Linked DNA regions of Pan troglodytes: regions 1 and 2 are each linked to region 3. Evidence: chromatin contacts called from public HiChIP or PLAC-seq data. All regions are on one chromosome and are shown on one strand. Each heading gives the region's core, a stretch centred on a gene start, on an enhancer-like site or on the middle of the called end of the contact. The rest is flanking DNA. Distances are from core to core; before and after follow the strand shown.

Region 1 (4,103 bases), core at 1-2,500, 890 kb before region 3:
AAATTCACAGCAGAACAAGGATTCAAAATGGGTTAGGCACCGAAATGTCATTTAGCAAATCAATGATTCCCAAAAGATAGAGGTTTAGGGGCGGGGAAGGTAGAGGCTTTTCCTAAACTATCCAGGAAATAATTTTCACAGAGCGTTACAGACTAGGAGCGTCCCCAGCAGCGCTCACCCTCAGCCGGCCGGGTCCCGCTGCGCACCTCCGGGCCGCGCGTCCCCACCTGCGCACGGTGCCTCCAGCCTGGGCGTGGGCGCGGCCCGGGATCGCGGCGCCGGGGCCGCAAACCAGCGCCGCCACCCGCGTCCGGACCCAGTCCCCTGTGCGCGACACCTGGCAAAGTTTCACAAGGTGGGAGACAGCCCACCGCCGGCTTTCAGGAAGTGCACTGGGCGGTGAGGACTCGAACGAGCTCGTCCCGGGGCTGGCGCGCTCACTTCGGAGAAACCCCTGCTCCCGGGACGCGTTCACTCCGGCCGCGCAGGCAGCCCGGGCACCACTGGTGGAGGCGGGGCGGCAGCTGGCAAGCAGAGGAGAATCAGGAGTCCAAAGCCGGGCCAGGGCCCTCAGGAAAGGTGAGAGCGGCCGCGTCCCTCCGCTCACGTGGGCCTCGCACGCTCCTCACCGCTCCCGGGCTACCCTCACGCCGCCCCACGGCCCCAGCCCGCGTCCTCCTCCTGCCGAGCACCAGCCTTTAGGACCGCACGGAAGCCGCCGAGAGGGAGGCGGCCGGCCAGCAGTTGGGCGTGGCTTCCTGGAGAAAGGCAGCCCCCCAGGGGGCGGGGAGAGCGACGTCACCGTCGATTCGCGGTGCTGATTGGCGGAGGTGCGGTGCGCGGAGCCCGCAAGCTTCTCCGCCCGGCCCGGCTGCTCCACCTTCTCACCCAGCCGCTCCGTCCTCACCGGCTCGCGAGGGAACAGCTCAGGCACCGCCGCCCCAGCTCAGCGCGGACGGCGGAGAGAGGGAGGCGGAAGGAGGACACCCTCGCTCGCTTGCTCCCACCCGCACCCGGGCTCCCAGAACCGGCGAGGAGCCCAGGGGGAGGAGCCGTCGCGGGCACGCCCCGCCCCCAGCCCGGGAAGACGACGCCAGCGACCCCGCCGGCCGGCCACCGCCCCCCTCGCCGGCCGAGACCCGCCCCCGGCCCCGGCCCTCCCCCGGCGGCATGGAGGGGCCCCGCTCCTGACGGCCGCGCCGCCGCCTCGGCCCGTGCTCCACCTCGCGGCCCCTCCCGCCCGCCCCCGCTCGCATGTCTGCGCCGCCCTAGCCGAGGATGCTGAGGATGAAGCTGCCGCTGAAGCCAACGCACCCCGCGGAGCCGCCGCCCGAGGCGGAGGAGCCCGAGGCGGACGCGCGGCCGGGCGCGAAGGCGCCTTCGCGCCGCCGCCGCGACTGCCGCCCCCCGCCGCCGCCGCCGCCCACGGGCCCGTCGCGGGGCCCTCTGCCGCCGCCGCCGCCGCCCCGGGGACTCGGGCCGCCTGTTGCTGGTGGAGCGGCGGCGGGGGCGGGTATGCCGGGCGGCGGCGGGGGGCCCTCGGCGGCGCTGCGCGAGCAGGAGCGGGTATACGAGTGGTTCGGGCTGGTGCTGGGCTCGGCGCAGCGCCTGGAGTTCATGTGCGGGCTGCTGGACCTGTGCAACCCGCTGGAGCTGCGCTTCCTTGGCTCGTGCCTGGAGGATCTGGCGCGCAAGGACTACCACTACCTGCGCGACTCGGAGGCCAAGGCCAACGGCCTCTCGGACCCGGGGCCGCTGGCCGACTTCCGAGAGCCCGCGGTGCGCTCGCGCCTCATCGTCTACCTGGCGCTGCTGGGCTCGGAGAACCGGGAGGCCGCTGGCCGTCTGCACCGCCTGCTACCCCAGGTGGACTCGGTGCTCAAAAGCCTGCGCGCGGCCCGGGGCGAGGGCTCGCGGGGCGGCGCGGAGGACGAGCGCGGCGAGGACGGCGACGGCGAGCAGGACGCCGAGAAGGACGGCTCGGGGCCGGAAGGCGGCATTGTGGAGCCCCGGGTCGGCGGCGGGCTTGGCTCCAGGGCCCAGGAGGAACTGCTGCTGCTCTTCACCATGGCCTCGCTGCACCCGGCTTTCTCCTTCCACCAGCGGGTCACCCTGAGGGAACACTTGGAGAGGCTCCGCGCCGCGCTCCGCGGGGGCCCCGAGGACGCGGAGGTGGAGGTAGAGCCGTGCAAGTTTGCCGGCCCCAGGGCCCAGGTAAGGCGCACGGAGCCTCCCTGGACTCGCGGTGCGATCGCTGCCCCGGCGGCCTCCCCGGCCTCGCTCTCGGACGCCCCTTGCCCGAGCCCCAGCCCGGCGCAGGTGGCTCGGAATCCCCACCCGGCAGCTCCCAGCGCCAGAGGGCTGAGCTTCGTCTCGCTGGGCCGCTCCGTACCACTCCCCCACCCCACCCCACACCCCGGCAGACACAGCCACCCGCCATCACAGAATGCTCTAGAAGTCCCTTCCGTGCCACGGTGTTGCCACGGAAGACGTGGAGCTCCCCGCCCGGGGCCCCTCTCGGAGGAAAAGTGTCGGGACGTTTTTGGCTCTGAGCATCTCAGCGCTCGGTGCGGGAGCCGCGGGGCGCTGGAGGAACCTGTGCGAGAGCCAGCCGCAGTGAGCCCCGGGCAGCGCCGTCCTTCCCCGCCTGCCTGGCCGGGGCTCCGCCTCCCGTCTCCGGGCTCTGCCGGGCCCTCGGCGGGGTGTCCTGAAGGTGCGCTCCCGGCGAGCTGCCCTTGTCTTTGGCACAGAGGGACTTTTTTTGCCCAGTGTGTGCCTGAGTTAAAAGGGGTCGTACGGGTCCTTGTGGCTTCTGCTCTGAGGGCTTGTGTTCCCAGCAGACATCTGACGTAGAGACCTGCGAATGGATCTGAGATGAGTAGTAACGCAGGTTGTCCGGGGAGAGAAACCTCTTCTAGCGCGGCCTGGGATGCTTTTTCTCTCCGGCACACGCGCTTTCTCACGGGCTTGATTCCTGCCTACAGATTGGGGTTCCGGGATATTTGTTGAGCGTTTACCATAGGCGTTAATGTTGCCCAAAAGAATTACTTAAACACCAAAATGTAGTAGACGAGAATCCAGATAAGACACTTGTCGCAAACATTAAAGATGAATTTTTTTTTACAGCCATGAAAGCAATTTAATGATAATTAGGGTCCAGTGAGTCTTTGAGGAGGACTTTTCCATGGGAAGGTGGGGAGGAGTAGGTTTCAGTAAGAGTGAGAACTGTAAAGTGAGATTATTTGTGGGGTCACAGGCTTTTGAAAGGTGTTGATTTGGATGCCATGTTTTTCAGCTTAGGTGATCTCTAGGAGATAATGGAAAAGGGGATTTTCTCCTCTCCTTGCTTGAACGTTAATTCAGTATATATGTATCTGCTGTCATTCAGTACCCCAGAACTAAAATTGGGCATGGTATTTCACTAGTGGCTTTGTGGACTCAGTACCCGTGGAATCAATGGATTTGGGGCTGGAAGGAATTTAGAGATAATCTAGCCTGAACCCCTCTTTTTTAAAACGACGCTTCTGTGAGGTAACTAACTCATGTTTTGGGACGTATTTTATCAAACTCAGATGTAACGCTAGTGCCCAGCATTATCTCGGTGAGTTTGAAATTTTGTCATCTTCCAGTGCCTGTTTACCACTAGCATGCAGTGCGTGTGCTGATGGTAAAAGCCTCCTCCACTCTTCAGCCTACTCGTTAATTTCCCAAAAGTCCTATATGCCGCACAGCCATTAAGTTTAGAGACAAAAACATGAATTCAGGAACAATGCTTATTTAAAATGTTATTGTAATAACGTACAATATTGTAAAGATAGCCTTAAATTGCAGGTCTAAAGAAAATGTCCCACAGTGGAACCTCGTATCATTCCATTCATACTATTCCAACAAAGGTACTTGATTTCTGATTTTAACTGCTGAAAGTCTTTTTTTCTTTCCCTTTTCTTTCTTTAAATTTTGTTTTTAATAAGCGTGTTGGAGGGCAAGTAGAGGAAGGGGAGGGATGCATGCAGACCAGAGTAATGAGATTTTTATGTTGACCGCAATGCGTGACCTTTTCTGCAACCAGTGAGTGCTGGGAGGGATGGACAAAGTGAGGTTGG
Region 2 (3,961 bases), core at 428-2,927, 700 kb before region 3:
GTTAAAACAGGTCCTAGATAGTATGTGGTTTAAAACTGTTTAAAAGTTTCACATGTGAAAATCCAGATTTAGGGCCTGGCGCGGTGGCTCACGACTGTAATCTCGGCACTTTGGGAGGCTGAGGCGGGCAGATCGCTTGAGACCTGCCGGGGCAGCATGAAGGGACTTCCCACCCCCACTAAAACAATACAAAAAATGAGCCGGGCTTGGTGGCACGCCCTGTAGTCCCAGCTACTCGGAGGATGAGGTGGGAAAATCACCTGGGCCCGAGAGGCGGAGGTTGCAGTGAGCCCAGATCGCGCTACCGCACTCCAGCCTGGACGACAGACCCACTCTGTGGCAAAAAAAAAAAAAAAAAAAAAGAAAGAAAAAAAGAAAAGAAAAGAAAAACCCCGAATTACAAAGCAATTGGGGGAATGGTAATTCAATTAAAAAGGTGTACAACATTCTTTTAAATAGTAAACTGCCCAATGATTACAACATTGATTCAACTGACGAAAAATACAACTTTTCAGACCACGACTAAACATTGTGGCAGTAGAAACTATTTTGTTTCCCCTGAATGATGAAAGAAAAAAACCAGAGAAGACGTTAAGACAGAACACATGGAAAAAGCCCATCTCATACTCCATTCTAATGTTTCTTCTACTTACCAGTGCTTTCCGTGTCATTAAACTACTTCAGACTTCAAGAGCAATGGGAGACAATGAAACCTCAGTCCTTTGCTATTTTCCTTTTCAGATACAGGAGAGGGAGAGGACAGACTTAGGGTTGTGCCTTCGAACAAGCACATTCAACGACAGCCTTAGTTAGAATTCCCAGACGCTGCCTGTCTTCCTGGGTCTTGAAAAAGTGGGGGGAAAAGTGAGGTTGGCCCACTCAGACTGCCAGTGATGCTGTGGTGTGACGGGTGTGTATCTCTATCTCATACAATGGGCGCAGGTGAGGACCAGGACCTGGGACCTTCGTACTGTTTACAGTCCCTGAAAGCCCTCACCTTTAATTAGTAGGGAAAATAAAAGTCATCTGGCAAGCTGGAGTGCGGGTAAAATACAAGTTAATGAACATGAGCATTCGTGTTCATTAAGAACTCTGGCACAGAGTTCAACGGCAGAGGGCACAATACTCACTGGCCACGGCCAGCTGCTGGCGGCCAGGAGAAGCAGAACCAAAGGACCGCTGGGACTTGTAGTCCACCATGTTTCCCTCGGGATTGCTGATCCCCTTACGAGAACCACAACTCCCAAGGTTTACCGCGCGCGTCGGTCTTCACTGCCCTCTCCGAGGCCGGCTCAGGAACCTCCCGGGAAACTGCCCCCCACCCCGCCCTCGTACGCACGCGTCACGTTTGTTTACCCTGAAGCTCCGCCTCCGGCCATCCCCCGGCTCTCCCCACTCCTCCCTGGAATGCCGTCATGCCGGCGATGAATATTCATGAGGCACACGCGGCCCTCCCGCCCTGCCAGCCTCCCGCCTTCCCGCTCCCGGCGCATGATTAATATTCAATGAGCCCAGATCCGCGGCTGGTTCGCCGGGTTGAGGCGGGGGTAGCGGGCGGGGCCGGCGCTGGGGAGCCCGCGACCCGGGCGGGGAGGGCGTGTGTCGGGGGGGCGGTGGCGGCGAGGCGGGCGCGCGGGATGGAACACTGAGACACCGACGGAATGCTCCGAATCGCCACATAATCCCCTGGAACGGCCGCGCACAACGCCATTGGCTTCTCCCTTCTCCGCGCGCCGCCGCCGTCTCCCACCTCCGCCTCATCGCCTCCCTCTCCGCCCGCTGCCTCCGGAGCTGGGGGGGAAACGCGAAGCCCCACTGCAATGGAGCCCGCCGCCGCGGCCACGGTACAGCGACTCCCCGAGCTCGGCAGGGAGGACCGAGCTTCGGCTCCGGCGGCCGCCGCTGCGGCAGCAGCAGCAGCAGCAGCGGCGGCCGCGGCGGCTCTGGCGGCGGCGGCCGGGGGCGGCCGGAGTCCGGAGCCCGCGCTGACCCCGGCGGCCCCGAGCGGCGGGAACGGCAGCGGCGGCGGGGCGCGGGAAGAGGCCCCAGGCGAGGCGCCGCCGGGGCCGCTGCCGGGCAGAGCAGGGGGTGCCGGGCGCAGGAGGCGGCGTGGGGCGCCCCAGCCCATTGCCGGCGGGGCTGCCCCCGTACCCGGGGCCGGCGGCGGCGCCAACTCCCTCCTGCTGAGGAGAGGGCGGCTGAAGAGGAATCTGTCCGCGGCCGCCGCGGCCGCCTCGTCGTCGTCGTCGTCCTCGGCCGCTGCTGCCTCGCACTCCCCCGGCGCTGCCGGCCTCCCCGCCTCCTGCTCGGCCTCGGCGTCGCTGTGCACCCGGAGCCTGGACAGGAAGACGCTGCTTCTGAAGCACCGGCAGACGCTGCAGCTGCAGCCGTCGGACCGGGACTGGGTGAGGCACCAGCTCCAGCGCGGCTGCGTGCACGTCTTCGACCGCCACATGGCCTCGACCTACCTGCGCCCGGTGCTCTGCACACTGGACACCACGGCCGGCGAGGTGGCCGCCCGCCTGCTGCAGCTGGGCCACAAAGGCGGCGGCGTGGTGAAGGTGCTGGGCCAGGGGCCCGGAGCCGCCGCCGCCCGGGAGCCCGCTGAACCGCCCCCCGAGGCCGGCCCCCGGCTGGCGCCCCCGGAGCCGCGGGACTCGGAGGTACCGCCCGCGAGGAGCGCGCCGGGTGCCGTCGGGGGGCCTCCGCGCGCGCCCCCCGCCGACCTACCCCTGCCCGTCGGCGGCCCGGGCGGGTGGTCGCGCCGCGCCAGCCCAGCGCCCTCGGACTCCAGCCCCGGCGAGCCGTTCGTTGGGGGCCCTGTCTCTTCGCCCCGCGCCCCACGGCCTGTGGTCTCCGACACCGAGAGCTTCAGTCTGAGTCCCAGCGCCGAGAGCGTGTCTGACCGGTTGGACCCCTACAGCAGCGGCGGCGGCTCCTCGTCGTCGGAAGAGCTCGAGGCCGACGCAGCCTCGGCCCCGACGGGGGTCCCGGGCCAGCCCCGCCGTCCCGGCCACCCCGCGCAGCCCCTCCCGCTTCCCCAGACGGCTTCCTCGCCTCAGCCGCAGCAGAAAGCCCCGAGGGCCATTGACAGCCCGGGCGGGGCCGTCCGCGAGGGGTCGTGCGAGGAGAGGGCAGCGGCAGCCGTGGCCCCGGGAGGCCTCCAGTCTACCCCCGGGAGGAGGGGGGTGACCGCGGAGAAGGCGCCTCCGCCGCCCCCGCCGCCCACCCTGTACGTGCAGCTCCACGGAGAGACCACCCGGCGCTTGGAGGCGGAGGAGAAGCCATTGCAGATCCAAAATGACTACCTCTTCCAACTGGGATTTGGGGAGCTGTGGAGGGTGCAGGAGGAAGGCATGGACTCGGAGATTGGCTGCCTCATCCGCTTCTATGCAGGTAAGGAAGTCACCTGCCTTGACGGGTGGTTGCAAAAGCTGCCGAGGACCGAGGAGTGATTCAAATTGCTTGTCAGTTTGCCCAACCCAAGAGTAAGTGCGGGTCCTGATGAGTCTTTGTCTTAAACTTTACAGCTTTTTCATACAGTCTGTGTAGTACTAGATTGAGCAATCTTTAAATCTGCACGTTTTATCAATCTTGAGGGCTTAGAGGTTGGAAAGCAATGTGAAAGAGGTGGCTGAATCACCAGGAAGTACAGGAAGCAGATCCCTCTGAAAGCGGCAAGAGCACCTTTAACCATAAAGGTGCTTCCTCAGGGGCATGTTGGGTTTCAGGCTGTTTGGGATTTCAGGTAAACTGTCACGTGAGCATAAGACGGACAGAAGAAATGACAATAAAAATGCTCTATCACACTTTTGCCTGCATTTGACTGTCCAGTTCAGCGTTCTAGCTGTGTGTGCCACCGGGAGCTCCTGACTTGTCAACTGGTGCCTTTGTTTATTCAGCTCTGCCACACTCATAAATTACCCACGGAGCCCTCATTAGAAATCTGACAAAAGGGTCC
Region 3 (3,727 bases), core at 203-2,702:
ATGATTTGTGTACAAAACACTGTGCTCATTGCGGTACAGGAGGGGAAGTGGAGCCACACAGAGGTTTAAGAATACTCCTCGATCTTACACACTACAATCTGGGAGCCACAGGAGTGTGCACATAAATTCAATGACTTCACGGAGATTGTATGTAGGCTGGCTGTAATCTCAGATTCTTGGTCTGTTCCCATATCTCTACTCACCTGACAGCTCAGAATGAAGGGGTCTGCTGTCAGCTTGAGAAACTAAGACCGAACTATGACCACCCTATTTTCAACTGGTCCAGAATAGGGCTTTGCAAAAATTACGTTCTTTCTTTCTCCCTTAACCCTGATTGGAGAAACCTGCCCAGATCTTGGCTGGTTTGGAAGCGGGAAGTCTCAACAAAAGTGAAGAGTCTCACAAAGCCAGTAGCTCGGGAGACCCCAAGAGCGGGCCAGAAACGACCTTTCCGTTGGAAAACGGGCCCCTCTCCCACCTGCTGCAGGTCCCCGGACCCGCCCTCCTGCGCCTCGACCACAGGCGCGGCCGCTTCCTCCCTTCTCCCCGCCCCCCACCCGCTTCTCGCGCCTCCTCTCGATCCCAGTTCCCTAGGGGGACGGGAGATGAGCAATGATACCTGGAGGTTGGGCGAAGTGGATGACATGGCGGAGTTCCCAGGCGGTTCCCAAGGGAACGAGGGGCGAGGAGAGCCAACAGCAGCAACGTCGAAGCGCGCACGGGGTAACAGCCCTCAAACTGGGGAGGCCGGTGGTGCTCGGACCGCGAAGGGCAGCCTCCCTTCCGGAACTTGTTTTAGACAACACTCCACCAGAGCTCCGACCCTCCCCACCAAACTTCCGCAATCCCGAGCCCCTCTAGGTTCTGGTCCCGCCTCTGCTCCGGGCACTTCCGATTTCGTCATCAGCACGCGCACCCAGTCACCAGACTCCCTTCTCTAGCCACAGCGCAGGCCCTCCCTGGGCCGGCAGAAGTAGCCTGGAAGCCAATCGAGCCCTGGCGGAAGTCGGGCTCGGCGCAGGCGCACTGAGACTCTGGCATAGGCGCGGGGCGGCAGCCTGGCCGACCTAGGAGAGCGCAAGCGCGGAAGCACAGAGCCGGGTTTTGTTGTTTGTTTGTTTGTTCCCCACCCCCGGGGATGTCTTTTACTTTGAGATGAATTATTGGCCCTGGCTCCCTTCCCTCCTCATCCACATGCTTTGTTGCCTCGTAGCTTTTGAGTGAAAAAGTCATCCATTTCCAGGACCCGCCGACTGGGGGCTTTGGGCCTGTGATTGCGCCTTCTTCACTCCGTGTCCTCCGTGGAATGGGGGCGATCACCGTCCTCGTCTCGGTGGTGAATAATTCAGGAGGGAGTGCGCGGTGAGGCGGCCGCACAGCCGTGCGCTACCAGTCAGGCCGCGGGCGGGTCGGCGCTCGTTGCTGCTTGTTCTTCCCACGCCACTCGGCATCTTCCAAATGACTGTTGTGTTGGGAAGATGAATGTAAATAAGGCGTGGACGGCCGCTGTCCTCGAGTATATGGTCTGAGAGGGAAGCACTTGTCCTGTGAAATGGGCATATCAGATATTATTTATGCCAGTTATGTTTACAAGCAAATGGCTTGAGGAGGTTGAATGCGTCAGGGATTAGAGGCAGAACCAAGGTAAAACCCTTTCTCAGCCTTCCTATGGTTTGCAGCCCTTTTCTTCTTTTCATAGTTAACATTCTCAAAGGAAAGCAACATAGATGTTTAATCACTCCATCATTTTTTTCTCACTCATTTCTTAATTTTTTTCTCATCTGGCATCTCCGAAAGAATTAAAGTCCTCTCCTCCTCCCTCTTCATTGGTATTGTCAACTACCCAGTTCTTGTTTGTCCAGCTTCCCAATATTCCTTCTCTGCCTCCTTCACTGTCTCCCTTTCTTACTTGTCCCTGAGCTTAAGCTGAATTTACTCAAGAGTCTGATGTCCTCTTCTCTCTTTCTTCACCTCTGCTCATCTTACTCTCTTCTTGAGCTTCAGCTATCAATAGACTAGAAATCGCTTCAAATCTGGATCTCTAGACCCACCCCATCCCCTGCCCAGCATTTACAACAGCCTCTCAGAGGTTTCCTTCACAGGCTTTTTCTGCAAGACAAATTCAACATACTCAAATTAATTACCTTCTACCCTAAACTTCTTTCTCTGGTCTCTCCTTAGAATAGTATTGCCAAATCTGTATCATCCAGACTCAAAGCACAGAGCCCTCTCTCTGCCCTGCATCTACCAGTCCTTTCTTCCCACTTGTGAAATTGCCTTCGCAAAATGATGACTGAGACAGTGAAAGAGATCTAACTTAACCAACTCTATCTTACTTTTAACCTCCAAGCTGTCCTTGTACATTCCTGGGCATAGGCTGAACTAACTGTGGGAGAAACTGAGTTTATAATTTAAGCAAAGATGGGCCGGGCGCGGTGACTCAAGCCTGTAATCCCAGCACTTTGGGAGGCCGAGGTGGGTGGATCACTTGAGGTCAGGAGTTTGAGACCAGCCTGGCCAACATGGTGAAACTCCATCTCTACTAAAAATACAAAAATTAGGCCGGGTGTGGTGACTCATGCCTGTAATCCCAGCACTTTGGGAAGCCAAGGCGGGCGATCACCTGAGGTCAGGAGTTCAAGACCCACCTGGCCAACATGGTGAAACCCTGTCTCTACTAAAAATACAACAATTAGCTGGGCATGGTGGTGCGTTCCTGTAATCCCAGCTACTCGGGAGGCTGAGGCAGGAGAATTGCTTGAACTGGGACCCAGGAGGCAGAGGTTGCAGTGAGCTGAGATCGCACCACAGCACTCCAGCCTGGGCTACAGAGCGAAAGTCTGTCTCAAAACAAACAAACAAACAAAAATGAGCCAGGCGTGATGGTGCCTGTCTGTAATTCCAGCTACTTGGGAGGCTGAAGCAGGAGAATCACTAGAACCCAGGAGGCAGAGATTGCAGTGAGCCAAGATCACACCACTGCACTTCAGCCTGGGCAACAGAGTGAGAATCGGTAAAAACAAACAAAACAAAAAACCCCTCTTTTATCACCAGTAATAAGTCATGTTGTTATGATGGAACCCCTGATGTGGAGAAGGGCACATTACCTCTGTGGTATGCTTCCCAAACCTGTAACCTCAATCTAATCATGAGAAAACATCAGAAAAATTCATATGGAGGGTTTTTCTACTTCTACAAAATAACCGGTGCTCCTCAAAAATGTCAAGATCATAAAAGACGAGGAAAGACTGAGGAACTGTCACAGATTGTGGAGACTAAGAAGATGACAACTAAATGCAGTATGGGATTCTGGATTGGATCCTGAAACAGAAAAGGGCCATGAGTTGAAAAACTGTTGTAAGAATGAGAATAAAGTCTGCAGTTTAGCTAATAGTATTTTATCAATGTTAATTTCTTATTGTTGATAAATGTACCATGGTTAAGATGTTAACAGTAGGGGAAGTTGGGTGAAGAATATATGGGAATTCTCTGTATACCTTTGCAACTATTCTGTAAGAGTTTATTTTTTATATTTATTTATTTATTTATTTATTTATTTATTTATTTATTTTTGAGACAAAGTCTCGCTCTGTCACCCAGGCTGGAGTGCAGTGGTGCAATCTTGGCTCACTGCATCCTCCACCTCCCATAACGATTCTCCTGCCTCAGCCTCCCAAGTAGCTAGGATGACAGGCATGTGCCACCATGCTCGGCAAATTTTTTGTAT

Evidence for each region. HiChIP or PLAC-seq counts read pairs in DNA pulled down with a chosen protein or histone mark.
Region 1: a contact with region 3 is called in an H3K4me3 HiChIP or PLAC-seq map of stem cell-derived excitatory neurons, with 4 times the contacts expected there. The contact joins the promoter of ZCCHC2 here to the promoter of VPS4B in region 3. A contact is called at or near these places in 1 of 7 Hi-C or Micro-C datasets (stem cell-derived neural progenitor cells) and 1 of 1 datasets of contacts at active chromatin or transcription factors (stem cell-derived excitatory neurons).
Region 2: an H3K4me3 HiChIP or PLAC-seq map of stem cell-derived excitatory neurons shows a contact between it and region 3, with 8 times the contacts expected there. The contact joins the promoter of PHLPP1 here to the promoter of VPS4B in region 3. A contact is called at or near these places in 1 of 7 Hi-C or Micro-C datasets (stem cell-derived neural progenitor cells) and 1 of 1 datasets of contacts at active chromatin or transcription factors (stem cell-derived excitatory neurons).

Annotation. Positions count from the first base shown.
Region 1 is chr17:72,568,972-72,573,074 of NHGRI_mPanTro3-v2.0_pri, forward strand. ZCCHC2 (zinc finger CCHC-type containing 2) reads left to right here and starts at 1,251. Exons shown (of 15, transcript XR_010151980.1): 1 at 1,251-2,214.
Region 2 is chr17:72,760,060-72,764,020 of NHGRI_mPanTro3-v2.0_pri, forward strand. PHLPP1 (PH domain and leucine rich repeat protein phosphatase 1) reads left to right here and starts at 1,678. Exons shown (of 17, transcript XM_523952.7): 1 at 1,678-3,396. The coding sequence starts at 1,821.
Region 3 is chr17:73,460,278-73,464,004 of NHGRI_mPanTro3-v2.0_pri, forward strand. It overlaps VPS4B (vacuolar protein sorting 4 homolog B), which reads right to left and starts at 1,453. Exons shown (of 11, transcript XM_523954.9): 1 at 620-1,453. The coding sequence starts at 646.